Linked DNA regions of Zea mays: region 2 is linked to region 1. The links are chromatin contacts, called in public Hi-C maps. All regions are on one chromosome and are shown on one strand. Each heading gives the region's core, a stretch centred on a gene start, on an enhancer-like site or on the middle of the called end of the contact. The rest is flanking DNA. Distances are from core to core; before and after follow the strand shown.

Region 1 (5,037 bases), core at 1,640-4,139:
ACAAGTGTCACAAAAGAGAGAGCAAGCAAAAGAGAGCTACTCATTTGAGTTTAGAACTAGTGCCTTGTGAGATTCATTGAGAGATAGTGTGTGCTACATCTTTGTGTTCATTTGTGCGTGGAGTATTGACTCCCATTGAACTTCCTCCAAAGTTTTGGAGGTCTTGTAAAAGCTAGCAAGAGACACCAAAGAGTGTGGTGGTCCTTGCGGGATCGAGAGTGATCCTTGAGAAGAAGAAGAGCTTGCCGATCCTTGGGTGATCGGTGGAGAGAGGGAAAGGGTTGAAAAAGACCCGTCTTTAGTGGACTCCTCAACGGGGACTAGGCCTTCAAGGGCCGAACCTCGGTAAAACAAATCACTTGTGTCCATTGTGTTTATTGCTTGTGATTTGTTTGATCTCCCTTCCTCTAAGTTTTCTTGCGCTATTCTTTGTCAATATCATTTGGTGTTGCTTCAAGTTAAATTCTCATTTAGTGAAGCAACACATTGCAAGAGAGAACTTGTGTTATTGCTCTTCTTGCCTAAGCCTTCTTGCTTTATTCTCATAGACTTATTAGTAGTATTGATTTATCAATTTCACATTATTTGAAAGCAATACTCTTTACAAGCAAGGACTTAGTTTTTATACTCCGATAATTATATATATCTTGTTCTAACCACTAATCAAGAGATCTAGTTGGGGGATAAAGTTTAATTTTTCAGGTTTCGCCTATCCACCCCCCTCTAGGTGACTTTCAAAGGGTTCGATGCTGACACGCGTCCAGGCCCTGCCCTGCGCTCCCCGCTCAGGGCAGAGACCCGCTGCTGCCACGTGGCTTGTGGCCCGTGACATAAGCCAACGGGCTGGGCCTGACGTGAGGCCCATAACGCCGCGCAGCCTCTGCATTTATTGCGGAGAGGACGCGCCGCCTGCCACCACGCTGACGAGCGACGTGCCCTCTCTGCATTTAATGTGTCCTGTCCAATCTGCTGGCAGGCGGCGTCAGGGTCACCCAGCAGACGGCGCGCCTATCCAGTCTATTGACAAACAGTGCGCCCGTGCCGAGCGGCGCACTGAGCTCATCATCCCTTCTACGAGAAGCCTCCCCTGCACGCCGAAGACGCGCAGATCTCGGGTGTCAGGGCATAAGAAGATCACTCCAGCAGTAAACGTTAGTAGGCCCAAGTGTTATATTCTTTATGTCCCTGGGCCCACATGTCGGGGCTCAGGACCTTTGTGCATGCCCCCCTTCAGCTATAAAAGGGGAGGCATGCGACGTTACAAGACAAACCCAATGTTAGGCTCACTCGGACACTCACAAGTTCATACAAGCTCTCAAGCAATACATCACACAGTGGAGTAGGGTGTTACGCTCCGACGGCCCGTACCACTCTAAATCCTTGTGTGTTCTTGCGTTTTCATCCCAATTTCCAACTAACAAGCAAAACGCCTAGGCCCCTCCTCATATTAGGATTTAGGGCGGGTGCACTCCGCCACCCGGCCGGAGATTTCCTCTCCGACGGTATGCATGTATGAGATGAATATTTTGTAACGGGGTCGAGTTTTGAAGGTAGAGACGCGTAGATCCGGGCCCTCGCGATTTTTTCTATTATTTTCTTTGATTCGATCTGTGCATCTATGCACTTTTGGGGAATATTTTGGTTAGGGTTCAAAAACCCTAACGAGATCTGTGTGGTTTCTGTATCTTTTTTACTATTTCTTGGTCGTGGATCGTTGGATCCCGAGGCCTGTGCGCCATCTCTGTTGACACTAATTAGGGTTAGATTATTAAAAACCCTAACCCTAAACGTCGGTTTGTTTTGTTCTCTCGATTTTCATGGGTGTGGCCGAGACCTAGTCTCTTTACTGTGGCCAAAACCCTAGATTTAGGGCCATGTAAACCCTAACCCCGAGAGTTCTAAAACTCCTGTCTATTCTAATCTCTTTTGTTCTCGGGTGATGAACGGTGATAAAAAAATGAGTTCATTCACATAGATCCGAGACCTTTATGTGATCTCTTAAAATTGATGCGGATTAGGAGATCTAGGGTTCTTAGGTGGTTCTGATACCATTGTTAGAATCTTTGGTGCTTAGGATCAACTCCTACGTCCCTAGAATACCAATCCGTGTCTAAAGTACATCGATGATGAGTAGATCTATTCTAATGAGGGATACATGTATACATACCGTCGTTGTTGTTCCTATCCATCATTGCGACGACGTCTTGCAGTGAAGGTCCGTCTCCTCCTCCTTCTCGATCTTCCTGCGTGTGTTGAGGAGAATGGTTCCCGTCGTTGATCGGCGGTGGATCAGCTCCTCCAATGTTGCCTGCAGGGGAACCTCAGATCCCGATGGGATAACGGGGATATGAGACATAGTCACAACGATTCGAGTCACTCTGAGCGCCTAGGGGATCGGTTCCTCTCAAAGTGTCAATTAGGGTTTTGTGGTCGAGCGAGGACCCATTAATCTATTTATATGGTGTCGTGTGACCAGAGGCTGCAACCAACGGTTAGGATAGCCCACGATCAGGGGCGCGGTTAGACAGTTAGGATTAACCCTACCCCAATTACTGTTAACCAGCTAGTGTTAAGGACACATACTAACAGCTCTCATTTCCATTAACTTTATAGTTGAGCAGCTCTATTTAAAAGGAGTACATAGTTTTGCGAGTATTACGATCTGTTGACGGCGACCCTGTTGGCGGCGGCCATATATGTTGACGCTTCAAGAGAGAGAGAGAGAGAGAGACTTCTGCGGACTGCCGCGCATACCCGGTCGTCTTACGACCTGCCAGCTGCACTATGCCACGTGGGCCCCTGCCCCACTCGTGGTCGTGGGCGGGTTGCTTCGTTCCACTGTTCTTCCGTGCTGCGATGCTGCCTACCACACAAGCTCTGCTCCCTTCCCCCCGGGTATTTTCATGTCATGTCTTCCTTCACTTCCAACCTCCATAGATCCAGTTCAGAGCGTGAGCATGGCAGACACAGAAGCCTCCGGTACTGTCGTCCATCCTTCCCGTTCCCGCCGTCGACGCTCCTCCATCTTACACGGTGCAACCGTAGCTATCCTCTTCTTTGTCATCATATTTGCCTACCTTTATCTTTATCTGTATCTTTATCTTGTGCTTCATCGCTCCGTTAGGTATGGTATTGCATCGCTAGCCATTGAGATAGTAGCCTACCTTGCCGTCGCCTGCCTGTACATCTGCAACTCGGTTCGGCAGGAGAAGCTCATCTCCGCTGGCTTTCTTCTACTTCTCCTGCTCGTCTTCCTCCTCTCATCTATTGGAGTTCGCACCTCCAGGTTTCGCATCGACTTCGTTTTCGGGGCCAATATTGTGGCTGTATCCTCCTACTGCGTCTGGAAGTTTAACTATACTTCTTCGATGAGCAAAGTGAGAAGAACCATCTCACATGTTGCAATCGTAACTATCCTATTATCTGTGGTCATATTTGACTATGTTTGTCGTTTCTACCCTATAAGCTATTATCCAGATTCGTATTCTCTTCCTGATTACTACAGAGACGGTGCAATACGGCTACTCATTCAGTTGGTAGCCTACGCCGCCATCGGCTGCCTATACATCTGCAACTCCTCCACTAGGAAGATGAAAGTCGTCTCTGCTGCTTTTCTTGTGCTTGTTCTGGCTGTCTCCCTTCTCTCCTCGATTAACAACGACAATGATCGTTTCGGATACATCTTCGTGGCAAATATCGTGACTATATCCTTGTATTGCATCTGGAAGCATTACCTTGCGATACTGGTGACACTGGCTTGGCTCCAACGATGGCTTTCTGAAGAAGAAGAAGCAGCAGCTGCCGCCATGGCCCCAAGCAAACGACTGGCACGGGGAGAGGATGAAGAAGCAGGGCTTCTCAAACCCTTGGACCTTGACCTAGTGGAATCCGGCCCACGGCAGTTCTCTTACAGTGAGCTCGCCGCCGCCACCAAGAACTTCTCTGACGACCGGAGACTCGGCAGCGGAGGCTTTGGATCCGTGTACCGCGGGATCTTGACAACCGACGGCAGGAACCGCTGCGTGGCCGTCAAGCGGGTGTCCAAGACCGCGCGGCAAGGCTGGAAGGAGTTCGTCTCCGAGGTGGTGATCATCAGCCGGCTGCGGCACCGCAACCTGGTGCAGCTAATCGGCTGGTGCCAGGGCAGCGGCAACAAGCTCCTCCTCGTCTACGAGCTGATGCCCAACGGCAGCCTCGACGACCACCTCCACAGGCCGGACAGCGTGCTGATGTGGCCGGTCAGGTACGGCATCGCGCTCGGCGTCGGCGCCGCGCTGCTGTACCTGCACGACGACGCCGAGCAGCGCGTGGTGCACCGAGACGTGAAGCCCAGCAACGTGATGCTGGACGCGTCGTTCAACGCCAAGCTCGGCGACTTCGGCCTAGCGCGCCTCATCGACGACGGCCGCCGCTCGCACACCACGGGCGTCGCCGGCACGTTCGGGTACATGGACCCGGAGTCCATGCTCGCCGGGAAGGCCAGCGTCGAGTCGGACGTGTACAGCTTCGGCGTCTTCCTCCTAGAGATCACGTGTGGGCGTCGGCCGGCGGTGCTCGTGAGAGAGGAGGACTACGTCCACCTGGTGCAGTGGGTCTGGGACTCGTACGGTGGCGGAAGCATCCTCGACGCGGCCGACCCGTGGCTCGGCAACAACTTCAACAGCCAGGAGATGGCGTGCGCGATGCTCGTCGGCCTCTGGTGCGCGCACCCAGACCGCAGCCTGCGTCCCACGATCCGGCAGGCCGTCAATGTGCTGCGGTTCGAGGCGCCGCCGCCGAGACTGCCCGCCAAGATGCCGGTTGCGACGTTTGGGCCACCGGCGGCTCATGCTTCCGGCTCAACAACGTCGTCTGCAGAAGCACTGATGACCTGGGGCAGTAGCCTGCCAACCATGGCAATGGCAGCGTCATCACTCGACATCGAGCATTCCAGCACGAAAACATCTTGATGTAATGGCAAGCAACACATTGTGGATTTTTATGTCCGAATTATTTTTATTTTTATGGGCCGGGGGATGGTTCATCCAGCCATGTAGC
Region 2 (5,037 bases), core at 1,172-3,671, 180 kb before region 1:
AACAAACCAAGATTGCATCTGCAGATGGATCTAGATCTAACGGACCAAAATACATGCTTGCACTCTTGAACCTAATGGTTGCTTGCATATTAGTCGTTGCCAATTACTTTAGATTCACAAGACAATTGACATCTCATTAAAAAAAGTCTTTTAAGGAAATGCTGATGAAGAAGATATGTACCAATAGGATTGCTTCAACACTTGTACGCATTCCTTCTTTCATGTAGCTGTCATACACAGAAGTGAGTAGCGATTAACTTACGATGCATTGGATGGAACAAGCTTACAAGAACTTAACTACCAAGTGAGCCTGACTTTTGAAAATTTGAATGTTTTATTAAAGAGAGATAAATATAGAGCCCACTGTTTAAGAGTTAAGACACAGGAGTATGAACCCCTATCAGAAGAATTACCATGCTGTTTGTTACAAACAAATGAATGAAAAAACATTTTAAAATTTTGACTTCCTTTCTGGTGTACTTGACCTGATGAAACTCTACACCATTGCCTTTACAGATACAGTCGTGTGGTAAAGCTATTTGTGGCGTGCTCAGATAATTAAAGAATTGCCTCATGATAATAAAATGATTGACTAGAAAGATTCGTCCTAGAACAACTAAAACATGAAAGGCTGGAGCAATTAACCAGGTTTTAGCAATTTATGCTGGTACAATTAACCCACTGCAGACAACAAAACAGCCATCCAATGATGCCTACTTGAAATAAACACAGCCAAAAGCAAGCAGGGGAATGTCCTAATTTCAAAATTAAAACATTCTAAATGTCTGCCTCTGCTATTATCCAAAAGTAGTGTAAAACCCTGCTACTCACCACCTAATACACTTTCCACTCAACTGAAAACTTCAACAAAGAAGATAAATAAAGCAACAAAGTGCAACCTCAAAACTATGTTGTCATATATCAGCAAGTTTTTTCCCTTCAAGGAGGTATGACACACAAATGCACAATATGCAAGAAACCCTATCTAACATGACATTTCACATTCATGTAATTTACAGAAATGACCCTATCTAACATGACATATCACATTCAAGTAATTTACAGAATTGATTCGGGAACGTGCAACAACGTAGCTGCCAGCAGTGCATAGACTCAGCAACGTTGCCTACTACTCTCCAGTCCAAGCAACTCCCTGGGCCAGCTTGGGGATAAGGCCATGTTTGAATGCGCTTAAGATAATAGTTAGCTACTAAAATTAGCTCAAGACATCTAAACAGTCTAGCTAATAGTTTAGTTACTAAGTCTAGCTAATAGTTTAGTTACTAGATATTTTTAGCAAATTAGCTAATAGTTAGCTACCAGTACTACTCCATCCGATTTTTTATATGACGCCATTTAGTTCAAAATTGAACTGACCAACGACGTATATAAACGAACAGAGGTAATATTTGTTAGTTAGTTAATTATATTTTAGCCAACTAACATTAGCTCTAGTGCATTCAAACACCCCCTAAGCCAAGCAAGTAGTTTTGTGGTCTGAAGCGCTAGGGTTTAGGGTTTCCGGCGAGAGAACAAAACCTAACGTCTGGGGTGCGGGCGGCGGAGGGGGTACGAACCGAGCACGGGCGGAGCGCACTTACTTGACCTTCATACGGGCGAGGCGGTCGGCGACGGAGGTGTCCTTCTCCATCTTGGGCTCCTTGGTGCCGAACGTGTAGTTGGCGAGCGGGTACACGTTGACCACCGGCGACGAGGAGCTCACCATCTTGTACTCACCTCCTTGGATCGAGCGAGATCTTCCCTCCTCCTCCTCCTCGGGCTCCGGCGGTCGCCAGAGGCAGCGGAGCAGAGGCTGCTGGGGCGCTGCTCGAATCGGCCGGCGGTTGCGAGGGGTCTCGATCACAACTGGACAGGGCTCCGTTTATAGAGGGATGGACAGGATGGTCCGGGACACCGGCAGCTGTTATCGTGTGCCGTCCGATCCGTCTAGAACCCGTTCCTGTCAGCTTGTTGGACTAGCGAAGTGTGAATTTCACTGATCAAAACAGTACATAAAAATTTTTGGATTCCAATAACCAGGTAGTGCTTCTTCTGGTGAGATCTGAAATCAGATCATCCTAGAGGGAAAAACATTTTCAAATCAGGTAGCACTTGACAATTCGATTGGATATTCTATTTCTTATGGGGAAAAACAAAACGGACACGGCGGCGGCGCGGCATTTCGGCGAGCAGCTCCAGCGCGCGCTCGTGCGGCCCCATGGTAAGCGCAACCCCGGATCATGCCGTTGTAGAGCGCGACCGCGGATCTCACGGAACAAGGAGAAGAGTAGGGTCCGCGTGGGCCGTGTCGCTGACCTTGATGGCGCGACGGACCAATCTATTTTTGTTTTCACAGGGTGCCCTAGCATCCTTCTTGTTGTTACTGTATTTTACTGGACCGACAGCAGCAGAACCCTTGCCATCATCGACATGCCGTGGAATGAACAAGGCTACCTCTATTAATTAATTTCAGTTTTTTTTTATTTTCGTCTCCGTAGATCTATTTTAAGAGGTGAGAGATTTTGGACTAAAATATCTATCACCAAAAATTCTCAAATATTTGAGGAGACAGTTAAATGGAGTGTCACTCGACTTAGTACCGGAGTCCAGCACACATTTAGATTGGTGTATCATATAAAACTAGTCAGTTGTACGTGCGTTGCGACGGCTTACAACAATACCTACGTAAACTATCCATTAAAAAAAATTTAAGATTTTTTATTAATTGTCTCCACTCTCTGTATAATATATTTTTTGATTTGGTTAACTGATGTTATTGTTTACTCCATGTAAATATGTCTTGGTACAACACGGCCAATGAAGTGAGCGATTAGAAGAGAGTTCACAATGATTGATTGAATGAACAGAGATTATAAAATGACATAATTACATCATACAGAGACCAAATAAGAGAAAGTTTGTGACATCAAGTTTCTAAAATAAGTCCCATAAGTCAAACTTATAAAAAAGATAGATCAAAATATGGAATGATTGCTAAAATCAGGCATCAATAAAAACTGGATGTGCTCCATATAAATTATGTTACCTCGTAGCAATTACTAACGTTTAAAACCAACAAATAACCTTTCATTTTGCTGTTAGTATGACAAATCATTGTTGCTCCATCCAATTCAGCAACCTCAAACACCATGTACCTCATTGCGCCAATGTGGTCTCAGAAACGATCTAATGCTTGCAAGAGCCAAGAATGTCGTGTCGTGCTTGGGCTGTAGCCTCGGCCCGTAGTGCTGGCCCGGTCCGACACGATTATTTTTTTATTTTACAAAAACGTATATACCTATATACAATTTATTTTTATATTCAATATTAAAAACATCTTAGTGTGATGTTATACTGGTTAGACAGTTTCACTCAGTGTCTCCCGCCCTTCTTCCATCAGGGCATGTGTTCGAACCCCACCTCCTGCACGGTTTTTTAATATTTTACGCTGATTTAATTAAATGGATCGACGGGCTAACGGGCTGGCCCGACACAGTTAGCAGGCCGGCATGACGTGTCTGTGCCATAGTTGTGGCCCGCGTGCATCTAGCCCGTGTCGGACGTCGTTTGACATCTATAGACGTACATCTGATTAATTTTAAATAATTGTGAGGGGTTATTTGTAAAAAATGACGCATGACGACCGTTGAAACTGGTGCTTTAAGTATAGTATAGATATGCGACACGGGATCATATAAAATAGGGCACACAGAATTATATTTTGATAGTACAGGAGTTCAGCACACCTTCAGCTAGTACGGAAGTCCACCATACCCTTACTAATGTTCGCTATGTTCATAGGATGAAGAGAGATTTTATTTCTTTGGGCACCTTGCATGCAGTGAGATTCAAATTTTCTACTCATAATGATGTTCTGAAGGTTTCTCAAGAAAACTATGTTGTTTTAAAGTCCGAACGTATAGTTAATCTTTATTATTTACAAGGTTCCACAGTTACACGTACTGCAGTTGTATATATTACATCCAACACTTCAAATACTAAGCTTTGGCATATGCGCTTAGGACATATGAATGAAAAAGGTATGCATCTCTTGCACCGAAAGAGCTTTGCTAATAAACGGAATGCAAATACAACAGTATACTAGTTCAGAATGTCTGATGAACCAACCACGAGTGGTTTCAGAAGACAATTTAATTCCAGACTTTAAGCCGTGCATCATCTATCTATGTACGACTGCCTGCTATTTTCTATTTTCTCCTACTAATTGTCCTTGCTAGTCCTAGCTAGCTAGCTGCTTTTCCCCCTCCTCTCCATTAAACTAGCTGCTGCTGCGTGCTAGGACTTTCCAAAAGCAACGGCGCTTGAAAGCCCGACTTGCCGTCAGCTGTACATAGATCATCGTTAATGACACTTCTCTTCGGTTGTAATTAAACTACAAAACTTGGAGCTGCTACTACAATCTAGGGGGTGTTTGGTTGCTCCTGCTAAAGTTTAGCCCGAGTCACATCAAGCGTTTGACTTTTAAATAGAAGTATGAAATATAAACCCAACCAACTGGACTAGATTCGTCTTGTCTTTTAATCTTCGGCTGACAAATTAGTTTTATAATCCGACTACATTTAATACCCGGAACGGAGGTTCAAACATTCGATGGGACATGGGCTAAATTTTAGCGGGGTGTAACCAAACACCCCCCTAATCACGCTACCACTACATCGACTGACCTGGTGAGCTAAAAGTTTTTCAGCTGGTAGCCTAGTACAAGTCAGGATGCATCCGAGCCTCTGAATTTTCAGTTTGACGCAAGACGGCAGCAGTTCGTTTGGCTTTAATATGTATCGATTTTTACTGATGTTTTTGTCTCTATAAATATGATTGCAGCTGGTTTTAATCAAAGGGAACGGTCCCAAGCAGCAAAGAAAATGGAAGGTGTCCATCAAGAGGGTCGGCTGGCTGGTTGTTGAGGCTATCTGTAACAGCTCTAAATTTTTCTCCATATATACTCTATGCAGCTATGTTAGCAAGATTCTTTCTCCTATATTCACTTTTTATGTAACGGTTCCCCTAAAAATTCCT

Evidence for each region. Hi-C and Micro-C count contacts between places; a contact is called where the count stands out from the background.
Region 2: a Hi-C map of ear shows a contact between it and region 1, with 1.6 times the contacts expected there. The contact joins the promoter of LOC100273812 here to the promoter of LOC100382208 in region 1. A contact is called at or near these places in 2 of 25 Hi-C or Micro-C datasets (ear and leaf).

What each region holds. Positions count from the first base shown.
Region 1 is chr2:1,031,178-1,036,214 of Zm-B73-REFERENCE-NAM-5.0, reverse strand. It overlaps LOC100382208, which reads left to right and starts at 2,889. Exons shown (of 1, transcript NM_001174966.2): 1 at 2,889-5,025. The coding sequence starts at 2,904. The coding sequence ends at 4,949.
Region 2 is chr2:1,210,860-1,215,896 of Zm-B73-REFERENCE-NAM-5.0, reverse strand. It overlaps LOC100273812, which reads right to left and starts at 2,421. Exons shown (of 7, transcript NM_001148213.1): 1 at 1,602-2,421; 2 at 182-227. The coding sequence starts at 1,726.